2 separate regions of the Mus musculus genome follow, and region 2 is linked to region 1. A link is a contact called in public Hi-C data. All regions are on one chromosome and are shown on one strand. The core of a region is the stretch at or near the end of the contact, and the rest is flanking DNA. Distances in the headings are between cores, read along the strand shown.

Region 1 (7,322 bases), core at 2,734-5,233:
CAGTCAGTTCAATGTGAGTTTTAAAGTTCAGAGTCATAATCATCCCTAGAGCCAAGCTGTATCTCAGTAATAGAGTACTTGCCTAACATGTGTGAGGTTCAGTTTTCAGCACTGCGAGGCGGGGGGAGGGGGGGCCTGGCGGGAGGGGGGGCAAAGAGAGAGGGAGACTTTGATGCTTCATTACAGGACCGTGTTTAAATTTTCAGGTGATATTTTAACTTTTGTGTGAATATACAGTTTAATTGCAATTTCTTGAGTTCCCTATGGTCCTGTCGACTAAGAACTATCCCATCAGTTTCAAAGGTGGCAGAAGCCTTCCTTGGGAATCTAATCTAGTCTACTATATAGTAGGCCATACTCTAAGTGAATTGTATAAATTACCTCTCTGACCTGTATCATGTGTGATACTGTTAGCCTATTTTACAGATGGAAAAACTGAAGCCCAGAAGTGGAAAATATTCTGGAACTCTATCACAAGGCATTGATGGATATGTGATTTAGATCTTGGCCCATTGGCACTAGAACTCAGGATCTTACATGGCACACTGTACTTTTTCTTCAGTCATCACATGTGTACATTCTGATCTAGGTCTGACACAGGCTTCAGGGTTGATTGTTGTAGTGATTTCTAATAAAAAGGTCTGCAAAGCCCAAGTGGTGAAGCTTACTCTTGGTGAATAAAACCAGGGAACAAATGATCCTCTTCCTGGATGATCGTTCTGCAGCTTTTCTCTCTTCATCTATGTAAATGAAGTCGAGTTGAAGAGAAGTGTGTCATGCATAACATGTTTAATCAAACTTTAATTTTCAACCCCATAAGTGTGTATGTATTAGATTAGGCATAAAAGAGAATTCTTATGGGTTGTAGACAAAGCATCAAGTATGGAAAGTATCAAATGAGAAGTAACAGCTGCTTAAGGTCAGTGAGCTTTGGGTGAACATTCTCTTTCTAAGTAGCTTGTATTTGTTTCTGGAGATACAGTAATTATTCTTGCTCCAGTCATCCCTCAGTCTTGAGGAGGAGGTGGGTAGCCACTTGTGGCCTTTGTTATCTTTGGCTTTGACTCATTATCTCCTGTTAGAATACCATAATTTCCATCACTTCAGTGACCAATTATCTATAATTTTCAAACCGACAATATAATTCAAATATTTTAAATATAGCAAACTCAATACTCAATGATAATCATATAGCAGGTGCACTTACAAATTATTAAATTCATTATGTCTAAATATTCAAATGATTCTAACTATATAAAGGATTTTGACAATACAAAGGGATAATTTAAAATATATTTTTAGAACTAAATGGCCTCTCAAAGTCATTACTAAGAAAACTTTACTGAATTCCCTCTTAGAATATTCCAGATAGTCTTCCAGGGACTCTTCTAGAATTTCCCTCATTATGTGCTAAGTAGAGAGAAGAGTAGACTACTGGGGAGAATTGAATTCTGGAGCATAAACTTCAGAAAACATATGACTAAAGTTAAACTGTGGCTGTTGGAAAAGCAAAGAGGAGCCCGTATGTAGAAGAATCTACTTATAAGTAAACCAAAAGGTATAAAAATACATATTGCCTTAAAAGCTCAGTACTAAGTGAAGGATGGGATAGGTTTTGGTTAAACGAATGGAACTGGTAAGAGATACTGATGAGCTTAAAGCTTATCTTTCCTCTCCTTATTGGCTCATTCAATTACCTATAAAAGACATGTCAGGATCTCATAGTGGGACCACCTACATGCTTCTGTATTAAGAAAGCTGTCCTCCACACATTCCAGCTCCCCAGATGGTCTGGGCCTATACTTGGTTCTTATATACAAGCTATTTTGAAATATCCAGAAACATGGACACCCAAGTAATTTCTCCAGTCAGTCAAGATGCAAAAAGGAATACTAGCTTTAAAAACAAAGGTGCTGTGTGTGTGTGTGTGTGTGTGTGTGTGTGTTACTACATACATTCAAGTCTGTATAGCCTTAAGATTAAATGCTGTATCACTCACTAAAAAATTAAAATAGAAATGAGGTACCATTTTTTTCTTCCCCCTATTCTGAGTCTAAGAACCAATTACTATGGTTATTCAATAACTGACTGTCCAAATTCAAATGGGATTAGTCACTACCTACTTCAGACCAACCTAGTTACTATGTTTATGACAGAATTTGAAGACATAACAATCATGTGTAGATAGTATTTCATGTCTCAGACCTTTCCAAACTCCCCATTTATCATTTTTCCATATGAAGTTATTTCCTCTGGAAACTTTTCTTCTTGTCCCATTCCCACACTTATCAGCTGGAATTATTAGTATTTTTTTACATTTTTACCTAGAATATTAAGAATGTAGCTAAATCATATGGAACATGATATGTAGTTAACAGTTTGTGTCCCATCTGGTTTAGTTTCTGTCACTGGCCAAAACTTAATCAGCTTTCTTTCTGGATGGATACCTTGGGCAGCTGAAAACTGTAATTGAATAATTTATTTTTATTTAGTGGCAATGTCTCATATTTTCAACAATTAATGGCTTTTCTCATGTACGAGATGTTTTTGAATGAAAATACTTCAATCATAATTTTTCTTCATATTTTTGCTTCAGCTCCAAATCAGTCTCCCTTTGTAGCTAAAATAAGAAACGCTGTTGTGCTTCCAGCTCCCCACTCAGTGGAAACATGTGGGGGATTTGTTGTTATTACTGATCTCGGTTGGAGTATTTCACTCCTGACCTAGACTTGAAGATTCTATTAAGCCATCGTAGGGCACACCGCCCACATAGTCTGTGTCAGAGAGTTTCCCCCAGAATCTCTAGTGTGTGGTGCTAACATGCATTTAAGCTTATTTAGACTAATGTTTTCAAAATGCAAACCACTGGATAGAATTACACACTGTGGTGGCCAAAGAAAATGATCTCACTGTGAGAGGGGTGGATAAAAATCTGTATGAAAGAGCTGAGGATATGGGAAATAAAGTGTGTACCCGCAATGAGCCTTTGCACACCCTGCCGCATGCACTGTGATCCCCAGACCATGAAAAAGCAACCGCAGACCCATCCTCACATTGCAGTTTTGAGAGATTTCATATAGATGATTTGCAGTATTATTTCATAGCAATTTACCTAAAAAGAAAAATAAGAGGGTTTGCATTTGCCTAAATCCAGATAATATTTGAATTTAAAGTGTATAGTTTCTCTTTAATTTTTGTTGAATAAACTTATGGATGTATTCAAAAATTAGTTCTGATATATACCATATTCTTTGTTGTATTTGTTAGGTTTGAACACTCAGAAGAAAAAAAAAAGAATTCTAAAATTCTTTTAAAAAATCATTTCATGCAATAAAAGCAATATGATAGATAGACATGCTAGATTATGACTTAAACACTATATTTTCCCCTACTTCTAACCACCCCATATGACATTTTAAAAACAAAGCTCTCTCTGTGCTTTCTTTAAAGTCAAGAAGAAAAAAAAGAGAGAGAGAGAGAGGCTGTATACTATTACGTGGACCTCCAGCATATAAATATATGTGTTCATAAGAAATTTGTAAAATTAGCTCCAGAAAAGCTTAACAATAATGTAGACCTGAAAGTAGGCATGGCCTTTTAAGCAAAGTGCATGTGCAGAAACTTAAAACATGTTAGGAAAATCAACAGACTCTGAGGACATTTCTAGTTTCTTCAAAGGAGTGCCGCCAGTTGAAGGAAGCATCCAGTACCAAAATGGGGACCCCCAAATAAGAGCAATGTGGGAGAAAGTTCAAGGCACTGAAAACATTTGGGGCAGATGATTTGAATGTCTTCCCGAGCCTCTGAGAAGCCTTAAGCTGCACCTCAGCCCTTTATCTTTGACAAATACCACACCGTGTTTCTGCTTGTTATTTTGTGGTCCTGGCGCTCTTGTCAGCTTGTTAAATGGAACTCTGGCTTCAGTCGGGAGATGATAATGTGGTAATCTCTGCGCTCGGCTTGCCTCAGCATCCAGAGGAGCGGCTGTGCCCGACTGTGTGAGGCTGCCCAGTGCCACGCGTAACTGCTGGCAGCTGGGCTGATGGAGAACAGTCTGCACCAACAGATTGAAAATGTTCTTTTCAGATCTTTAGATTGGAACTCGAGCTTTACTTTTCAAAGTCTTGTGTCCACAGCACAGTTCACAAAATAAACTACGAAACCAATTGCTTCAGGAGCCTCCAAGCCGTGACATTAAGGTGGCTGAGAGTCATCACTCTTGATGAAATGCGAAGGAGCAGTCTCAGAATCGCTGTCCATCAGAGGGAGGTTGGGCAAAGCCCCTGGGGTGTGTGACAGCCTGCAGACAGATGGTACATAAGTTTTATGTATACGCACTTATTTGAGGAGGGAGGGGGTGGTATTTAAGAATTCGTAAGTTCTTTCAAATTCATCAGGAGGAACAGGATATGCTTTTTAGCAGAATTGTTTATTTCCATGGAGAAGTTCTGAGTATAAAAATGTAAGATGCAGTGTTTTCTCTGATGCTAATCCTTATCCTGAAGTGCATGAAAAAAGTGAAGAAAAGCAATTGAAAGTAGTCTCATGAAGTGTATAGCTTTTCTTCCCAAAGAGCAGAATTCCAGATCTCTTGCTACCCGGGAGCTCAACCTAGCAGTCAGAATATTCCAATGACCACAGCCAAAGGATGCTAGATGCTGATCAAGTTGAAGGTTTTGTTGGACCCTAAAGTTCAAACTCTTTTGGGCCCTGCGGGTGAGTAGGAATGAGTCCAAAAAGACAAGAAATTCAGTTTGTGAAGGTGAGTTGGGAAGATGTGATTATCTGTATAACCTAAGTTGCTCTGAATTCTGCCCCCTCTTATTACTCATTTGTGAATCAGAGAAGATCTCTTCATCTTGTGGTCCCTGGAAACATCTCAGGGCTGAACTGTTCTCAGGCATGCAACTTTGAAACTGATTAAAAGTAGGCAAATGAATAGGCAAACGGGCAGATGATATACTTGCATAAAACAAAAATACTAAAATGCTGGTTGTCAATTGAGGAGGTGGGGGACATGTGTTGTTTGCTTTGATTCTTTGAGCCTGTGTGTAATAAAACATCAGGGTATAGAAGAGGACAATTAGATGGTCAAACCCTCTGTATTCATCAACATCTCTTTTTCCATTCTGAAGGCAGGAACATGACCATACTGAATGGAACAGCATCCTTTTCACAAACTACTGGAATCCTATCTAAGATTTAGGGATTTTTGTTTCTAAGGAAGAAAATATATATTGGGGGAAGGTGAGGGTATCTTGGTGAGTCTCCCAAATTCGATTATTTCATATCACATCCAAGGTTCTCAAAAGTAAGTGGTGGCAGTGCTCTAAGGAAAGGAAAGGGATGATGGCTGCATACATTTCTGTGATGGAGGACTCTGATGTAAGAGGGCCATAATCCTTTCATGTGTTACCCAGTGTGTTTATTTCTTCCATCATAGCCCAGCTGGTTTTGTTTTTTAGTGAGATCTTGACCCCACCCTCCATTGTGTATCTTTGATTCTCTCCAGAACCCCTCCTTATGGAGCCTGAGGTTAGCTTTTGTATGACATGGGGGTCTGTATTCTTCCATGTATTTAAGCACAAAATGTTTCCTTATGGCAGAATTTTGTTATAAGTCTTCAACACTGTTAACTCTTTGAACCACTGCTGTCTGTAGGCAGCTGATTGCTCCATTGTGTGAATTTGGGAAGGAGCCCTGTTGTTTGTGGTTCCTTGTCAGTGGCTCCTTGGTGGGCATGTCTTATGAAGCAATGCAGAGTTCTGTATGACAGAGCAGGCAACAAAGGGTTTTAATTTTGTCCAGGGAACTCCCTCCACTTTTCTTGTGGGACAGCAAGACCAGGTCACCTAAGGGAGATCAAAACAGTATGAGCAGAGAAAAGGGACCCCTCAAAACACAGACTGGAACAAAAAGCCAGCGCAGTAAACAAACAAAAAAACGAAGCAGGAGGGCCAACATGTGCCAGAGAAGTGGCAGGATAGGGTTGGATCTTGAAAGTCCAAAGGGGAAAAAATAAAATCTGGAAAGACTGATCAAGGGTAAGGAATGATAGTGACTGACAACTGAAGGGCTGATCTCTGTCTTTTAGTCATTGCTAATTTTAACAAAGGAGGGCATTCCATCCCGGCAAGCTGTGAGGTCAGAAGTGAGACTTTGATGAGATGAAGTTGATGGAGAACAGAGGGAAAGATGGCAGCAGTGTGAAGATGTTTCTGAAAGGATTGGCAGCAGGGCCAGGTATAGGCTTCACAGGGTAGCCAGAGGTACCCAGAGTTCTTAAGGGAGAGTCAGGTATCAAGCAAAGCTCACAAGATAGTACCAAGAAGATGTTCCAGTTCCAAAAGAGGATGGGCAATTGAGGCCGCTTAGGATGTAAGACAGGGGAGGCCGATATTGGGCCTCAAGACTCCTCTTATACTTGGATAGAAGGGTAGTAGTTCCCCATGGAGTAGAGTCTGGTTCAGCTACACTAGGGTGGAGTTATGACTCTCCTTTGTTTAGTTACAATGTCTCTAAGTCACTCTGTGAAAGCAGGCATTTCATCTGTTTGTGGTTATTTCTGTTTTGTTGCTTTTCAGGGGTTGACTAACAAATGACAAACATTGTCTTGGGCCAGGTCCTGCCAAGCAATGTCTCTCCTCGAGCTCACACTTCTACACTTATAAAACCTTGTTCATGTCCTGGCATTTCTTTCTAGTAAAAGTCATTCTGCTAGACCTAGATCAGGTTTCCAATCTGTCAGGATCTTTCTCTGTTTTAATTTGAACTCACAATGTTTCCCTAACCTGCTTCAGTCTCATAGCACCGACACATTAAAATATCTGCTGGGTGTCTGTCCACAGAACTGTCTGTAGCTTTATTTTCATTTAACCAAACAGTGCACCAGTGTGCTCCCACGCCCCTACCCCTACACACACACACACACACACACACACACACACACACACACACACACACATACACACAAACACACACACACACACACACATACACACAAACACACACACACACACACACACACACACACACACACACACACACACACACACAAACACACTCACAGAGACTCCAGGGAAGAAAATTTAGATGGGTTGCTTTGATGCTAACTGTGAAAGGCTTTCTTCCTGAGGAATCCTCCCAAATTGGATTAAGTGGATTCATTTGTGGTTCATAGCATTTACTTTTTAGGGAGGCGGGAATGTGAGAACTCTCCCTCTCTCTGTGTGTGCGTTCTCACAAGTCAATGGATCCTGCCACTTTGCAAGGCTCTCACATCTGGAACGCATCACCAACAGGCTTGCTGGAAAAGTGAAAGT
Region 2 (7,322 bases), core at 2,360-4,859, 1.0 Mb after region 1:
CCCCTCCCCCACCCTAATTTCCCTCTCTAATTTCCTCACTCCTCCCGGCCTTTGGATTCCAGAGAGATGGAACAGAGCTGACCATGGTAGATACTCTCATTGATCATCTGGGGAGAGAATACATGCAGGGCACCAGGCTTGAGCTGAGGTGGGAAGAGATCAAAGAAACATGACAGCGATGTGCTGTAGGTACTCCTAGCCAGCTGCAAAGGATGTCTTGGGAAGTAGGTATAATGTCTGTGTGATCCATGGATTGGGTGAGCGGATTGCCATCTGTGTGCATCTCCAGGTCTTGGTGGTTATATTGTAGTCTGGAAGAGGCAGGAAGAGAATGGTTTTTGGTTTTTGGTTTGTTTGTTTGTTTGTTTGTTTGTTTGGGGGTTTTTTTGTATGAAACTCACATCAACATGTCCAGAGCTGATGGAGAAATAAGTGGATGGTTATATCTGCAGTTCACTCTCCAGTGTTTCAGACTTAAAACAAAAAACAAAAAACAAAACAAAAAATTCTCCCTCCTTTCATTCTTGCTGTTTAAGATTATTTCAATACAAAAAAGTCTTTTTATAAAATGTCAATATTTATATTATTATGCTATGTGAATGTATAAAGTATTTTAAAAATTTTTTAGAATTGTAGTATTGGACCCACATGGTTCAAGTATCAAAAAGTTTGGAGTCTTTGAGTTCTTTATTGATTCAGAGAATTCATAGGAGATAGCAGCTTTGCCCTCAGCTTAAATTTTAAAGTATAACTTTGTAAATTTTGTCTTCCCAGAATTTTACCATCATATTTAGATAATAAATATTAGCTGTCTTTCCAGGGAGGCAATAAAAGATTGATCTTGGGACCCTTTGCAATAGCTCTTCGTTAGCTGTGGCAGTACTACACAAAGTGCTGTGGTCACAGCTGCTTCTTGAGGCTGTTAGAAGAATTACACTTAATAGTCTATACAGAGTATTTTCAAACTGAATAGAAGGTAGGCAGCAACCAGCACATGCTAGCTGTTGCTCGCATAGCTATGTAATTAAACAAAGCACAAACATTATCATACTAATGTCAGTGGCAATCTTCAGGACCATTTCCCTCTTATGTAATCAAATTTCATTTCCAAATGTGTGTTTCTAGACCATTTTGAAATGTGTGAAATGAATATATAGATGAGAAGAAAACAAATTCAGGCAAGACTGATCTCCTTCCACATAAGACAGAGCTAGCTTAGGACTCTGTTGGTTAAGGGCCTGCCCTGCAAGCTTAGGAATCAAGTTTGGTTCCTTTGCAAAAATGCCAGGGGCAGTACTGGGTGCCTGTAACTCCACCTAAGGAGGATTGGCTTGGTGGCCAGCCATTCCAGATGAATGAGAGACCTTGTCTCAATCAATCAGTAAATAAGGTGGGTAGGGACTGGTAAGATGGTGCAGTGGTAAGTGCTCTTGCTGCATAGGCATGAGGGTCTGAGTTCAAATCTCCATCACCTGTGCAAACAGCTGGACATTGCCACACTGACTGTACAGGGTCAGGGACAGGAGAATCATTGGAGTTTGCTGACTACCAGTCTAGCTGCAGATTCAGTGAGAGACATTACATCAGGGGACTAAGACAAAGAGTGATATAGCAGGACGCCTGGAATCCTCTTCTAGCTCTGACCACCTTCATGGGTACCCTTATCTGCACATCCATGTACAGATTTACTACATATCACACACACACACACACCTGTGCATACAAGTAGGACTATATACAAGTACCTACAATATACACAAAAGTGTCAACACTTAGTAAGAAATAACAGAAAAACATACCATATATATTACTCAACTATTATCAGTTACTTTCATCAATAATAATGCCAAAAGTTCTCCTGACTTCTAGTTACTTACAAGAAGGTTTTTGGTTTTGGTTTTGGTTTTTCTCATGCTCATGGGAACCTGAGTCTGCAGGTTGTAGGTTGGTCACCTGATCAACTAGATTGGCTAGGATCGGCTAGGTGGTTCCATTTTGAGATGTGAATTCCTTAATCTTGTCCTCACTCTACTCTGGGTCGAAGGCTGTTCTACCTACTTCTTGTCCTCCGTCAACCAGCACCTGACAAAGCGTCTTCTTCCCCATGGCAGACGGTGGAAGCACAAGACACATGTCCAGCTCTGCAGCACATTGAAGTACTGCTGGTCTTATCCACTTGTCTTTAATTGTCCAGGTCAAGCAGCTAAGTCCAACGTCAGGGACGTGAGCTTCCTACTCTCCGACGGAGGACACTGACAAACAGTTATACCGTAGACCAAGAATTTAATCTGTGAACTGCTGTATCTGAACTGATTTGCTTGTGTCTAAAATTCCGGAGACCAGAGTAAGAAAAGGTAACAGCGTGCCAGCGATCAGTACACGTCAGCCCGCTGGCCCAGCAGTAGCCAGGGACTTACCCTGATTGATTTCCCTTCCCTATTTCCGTTTCTATGCATAGCTGTGGAAAGAAGTAAAAATATCAAGATAACACCTTCAGGCCATAATGCTGGGATTCCGCCTTGCCATCTCTCTCAATAGAGAATTAAACACGCACAGAATTCCTGTCACAGCCCAGCGGTGACAGATCCCTTCTTTGAGAATGAATTTATTCTGCAGGCAAAAACTCTCATATTATTCATGTAAACTTCATGGAATGTGTTCTTGCAAATAGCACATGCTTAATAAATATGGTTTAAAAGATAGATGGTCAGAAATAATACTAAAAACACCGGGAAGGAGACAACAGAAAAATTCTTGCTGGTTATTCTGCTTTTTAGGGTGGGAAAATAAAACGCCACATCACACACTACACAAAAGCCATGGAAGTGTATTATCACAAGTGGATAGATGTTCCTACATGTGCAGTAGCTGGGAAACTCTAGCTTCTGTGGGACATTTATTTTTCAGCTAACAAAATAGCCCAGTGCTTCCCTGTAGGTAGGTATTGCTTCACATTTATTGTAACCCTTTTAAAGTCCCTTCTAGAAACCACAAGTTTATATGCCCTACCCCACTTAACTTTTTATTCTTTATATGTTTCCTGTGAAGATAGACAGATTGAGCTGCTCCTTACCAAACACTTATTGGTAACCGGGTAATGAGAGTCCGTGTGGTGTCTTCCTCTCCCTCCACCTCCACCCCACGCATACACCGGCAGAGGCCCACTTTTTCAGTAAGAACTCACTCGGTGGAAGCATTTAAAATGGATGGAAAGATAGAACGCAGCCAGAATGTCCTTCTAAAAGACAGTGAAATGCATGCTAATCTAATTGCCCAAGAGTGCACGGTGGGCTTTGAGAGCAAGTCTTCTGCATTGGCGCCCCCTGCTGGATTTGAGCGTGAATTGTCTCTGAAATTGAAAACGTACCTTTACAGCTGAGGGCATGCTACTCAAGTGGCAAACCCAGCCTACTTCTAGAATACCTTTCTTCCAAGATAAACATGCGAAGTGATTCCTAAGCTGGCTTCCCAAGAGCAGAAATACTCACGTAGAAAATTACAGCTGAAACTCAAAATAGGGAAGAAAAACGTGCCCCTGGGATGTTTGTTAGGGAGATCTATGACCTGCATGGGAAGGCAGAGGAAATCCTGGGTGAGCTGCTGAGTAAACCCCTGTATAAGAGCACTGCATCTGGGCATCTGAATGTGAATTTCTTTTTAACTGCCAGAAACAGTTCCTTACATTCCTAAGACTTGTTTCCTTCTCTGACTGTATTCTCCAGTTAAGGATCCTCTCTGTCTCTGTCGTAGTCACACTAGAAGGGACATAGGAACCAGACTAATTTTAAAGGCAGCCTGTCACCTACAGACTTCAGACCTTTTGTGAAATCTACATTATGAAGTCTGTCTGTTCGAGGAAAGCTGGCAGATCTTCTCCTGCTTGTTCAGTCCATTTGGTAGGGAGGAAGGGAAGAAATAATTGGCTAAATTTTTGGCACGTGTTCTCGAACCAGCTTGGCCTTATTAAGGGAACAAGAACAACCGTGATGGCTATTTCCTCCCAAGAACAAAAATCAGTGCTGTCATCCTCATGAAGATTCTCAACAGCAGGTGCTGTGTGGTGCTGTTAAATATGTCACTTACTGCAGTGGATTTAAAGACACACCGAGAAGTCCCTAGCTTCTCATATTCAAAATTGCTCTGTTCTCCGCAAGCTGAACAAACGGAGTAGATCCTGTACATACTCAGGTATTAATTGACTGCAGTCTTGTTCACAGTGGATGCTGTCCGGTGGATTGCTTTCAGAGTATCTTGGTAATGGGTCTCTCCAAGTTCTAGGGTTGTTGTTTTATCTCTGCTAGTCAAGCCCCCCTCCCCGCCCTCGGGGAGGATTCTCATACGTCTGCTTTTGCATGAAGAACAGGTAGCAAAACAGCCCATGCCTACCTTCCCAGCACTCAGGAGATACAATCGTGAAAACTGCAAGGTCAAGGCCAGACTGGACACAGAGTGAAACCCTGTCTCAAAGCTCAAATCAAACCAAACCAGAAAAGAATGAGCAGCACCAAGGGGTGGCACTGAAAACACAGTAAGATCATAAGTGTTGGTAACTTAGGCCTACTTGTGGGCCAGGGATGGAGAGGGCACGGCAGTCTTTCTGCTCTGGGACATTGGCTAAGGTGGCAACTCTGCATCCTACAAGCAGCTGGGATGGACTAGAAGATGCAACACTGTCTCCCTAATGGGTCTTGCTTCCTCACAGCTTGGTCCCATGGCCCTCTCTGTCCAGGGTAGTCTAGTCTGAACTGCATTGCAGTTATGGCTCCCTTTCCCAAAGGAGAAAGCAAGAACTGTCACTCTGAGGCAGCTCAGAAGGCTCAAGACATCATTTCTACCTTAACCCCTTGGTCAAACAAGTAACAAGACATATTGTGTCCACACAGAAGGGAGTTAGCTGCTGCTCCTGGACAAAAGGCCTTATGATCATTTGTACTTCATATTGCTAGCTTCTTATTTTCAGTCCTCTGTATATAACTACATTTTATATTCCATTCCTGTATCTTCAGATAAGGTAATGATCTACATTGCTCTTTTCACAAAAGTGTTTTTGGAGATCTCCCCAAAATTAATTATAAAATCAGGCCTTTACTTGCCCTTGGGAGTACATTTTCTCTGCCCATGAATTCACAAATTTTAAGACAAAAAAATAATTAGTTGCAAGTAGCCAGCCTCCAATGCAGCCGCCCATTTAGTTATGTTTTTCAGAGTTCTACAGTTGATCAGCGTAATGAATTCAGGACAAAAAAAAAAATTACGCATTGATGTGTTAGACCACCATATACAAGATAAATGAAAATAAAATTTTTGAAAGCACATATCTAACGAAAACATAAAAGGCATAGAAAATCAGCCAAGCTCCTTACACTGAGAATGTCACTTGATTCAGAGCCGGAAAGAAGATTGAAGTAAAACGTGTTTGGCATCTTTGGAGATGGCCAGCAAAAGGAGAAATGCTTCCAGCACCAGAGTGAATATTATTTACTTCAGTGTTGTTTTTACCTCTAGCAAATCCTGGGAGAAGAGACGAGTACAAATGCACCTCTTTATGTGGGGGGCCTCTTCTATTTCATGCCTCTGATTCATCTCTCCGCTGTGCTTTTGGGGAGTCATGGTACATTGCTTGCAATTAATTTCAGTGTCGCGTATTAGCCATAAAGAGATATTTCATACATTGACTTGATTTTTTTTCTCTCCCCCTGTGGTTTTCTTGAAAGATGAAAGTGGTCCAGAGGAGAAGCAAACTGCGGAAGAAATGGAAGGGCAGAGCCAAGAAGCAGGTGGGCTCAGGTTTCTTTTGAGGAATCTCCTTGGTCTCATCCACAGAGGTGAACAACAACTTTCCTCACTGTTATTGCTTAAAAACGCTTATGTCTTTCCAAACCTGACTAACCCAGTGTTCCTTCCTCTCCAGTTCCAGTCACTCCTAAGTTGACTGTGCTCCCGGTACAAAAACTGTACTCTTATTACCGATTCCATTTCCTTCTCGTAATAACAGATTGCCTAGGCCTGCACTAGGAACTGTGGGCCAAGATGGGAAGGAAACACAGCATCAGAGCTCGGGTGACTTAGATAGGGTCAGAATGAGCGGACAGAGTTAGAGGAAGAAAAAAATGAAATTAGAACTACGTGAAGAAAATGAAGAAAAGGCTCTCTCTCCGTACTAAATGGGGTGCTTTTAACTCTCTTGAATTTAATTTTGAAGAGCCATGTGTCTGGCTATCTTTGCATGTTGTAGATGGTGCCAGACAACCAGGGCAGGGCCTCACTCCCGATAGCTATAATATAAAAAACCTTCCTGACATCACCCCTATTAAGAGAAGTCACTGTGCATATTGATTATATCGTGTTATAGATTCTACACTGTAGATTATAAATTTAGCATTTAAAATAATAGCCATTATGGTTCAAAAGAGATTAAAATCATTTTTCCCCATCCCCGGCCCCATTTCTGTCCTTGGGAATGTTGTTAAGGGAATAACAGCCACAATCATTTGGTTTCCAGCCTTACTGCCAAAATAAAAATATCCCCTTCCCTTCAATCTCCAAGTCATTTTCCTTATTCTATTGAGGCCCATGGGGTGGAGCATGTTTTTAGAGTGAGCTCTGACTCCTGTGCCTACTACATCCTAGTCCACATGCTGAAATCTCAAAATTAAACCAGGTTAATGTGATATGTTTTCTACTGAAAACTTCTACAAACTCTTGGGACTGCTTTGAGGAAAGAGAGCTTTTATTATTAACTGAGAAGATGGGGTTGAAGGAGGCTAATCAGAGGATGCCTTGAAGCAGGCCAGGAAGAACCTTGTGTACCTATTTCTGGGTCAGCTGTTCCTTTCCTCTGAACAGAATGAATTTTTGGTACTGTAAACTGTTCTTGTCTGAGCTCCTACCCACTACCCACACACTATTGCACTGTGTTGAAGGTGGGACTGGCATGAAAAGCTGTCACTGTTTCGGGATCACATGTGTTTGTCAGTCAGCTGCTGGCTGCTGAGGACCTGGTCTGACTGTTGAAGTTTTATGGATTTTATTCATTCAGTGTGCTGTTCCAAGCTGTCTTTATTAACATTGATTTTCTTCTATTACTGCACACACACACACACATACCCCACATGCACACATACATGTACGTACATGCACACACACATACATGTTCACACACATACACATGAATACACATGCACATGTATACATGCATGCATGAACACACATGTATGCATATGTACATACACAACACATGCATACATACACATATACATGCACACATCCACATATACATGCACACATACACACATGTGCACACACATACAGACTTACATGCA

What was found. Hi-C and Micro-C count contacts between places; a contact is called where the count stands out from the background.
Region 2: a contact with region 1 is called in a Hi-C map of cerebellum, with 2.3 times the contacts expected there. The contact joins two enhancer-like sites. A contact is called at or near these places in 1 of 39 promoter capture datasets (hippocampal neurons), 5 of 484 Hi-C or Micro-C datasets (cerebellum, cerebral cortex, cortical neurons and 1 more) and 3 of 115 datasets of contacts at active chromatin or transcription factors (SST interneurons, embryonic fibroblasts and embryonic stem cells).

What each region holds. Positions count from the first base shown.
Region 1 is chr2:141,227,203-141,234,524 of GRCm38.p6, forward strand. All of the region lies in intron 5 of Macrod2 (mono-ADP ribosylhydrolase 2), which reads left to right. Among named protein-coding and RNA genes, the nearest start is that of Gm25583, 410 kb to the right of the region's middle. Within about 2 kb of position 3,984, at least 30 of the 459 cell types and tissues checked have an H3K27ac peak or open chromatin away from gene starts, as enhancers often do. A contact at or near this core is called in SST interneurons, cerebellum, cortical neurons and 1 more, where this site is marked.
Region 2 is chr2:142,250,807-142,258,128 of GRCm38.p6, forward strand. Macrod2 (mono-ADP ribosylhydrolase 2) reads left to right here. Exons shown (of 19, transcript NM_001013802.3): 12 at 5,715-5,825. Among named protein-coding and RNA genes, the nearest start is that of Gm25583, 610 kb to the left of the region's middle. Within about 2 kb of position 3,610, at least 20 of the 459 cell types and tissues checked have an H3K27ac peak or open chromatin away from gene starts, as enhancers often do. A contact at or near this core is called in SST interneurons, cerebellum, cortical neurons and 1 more, where this site is marked.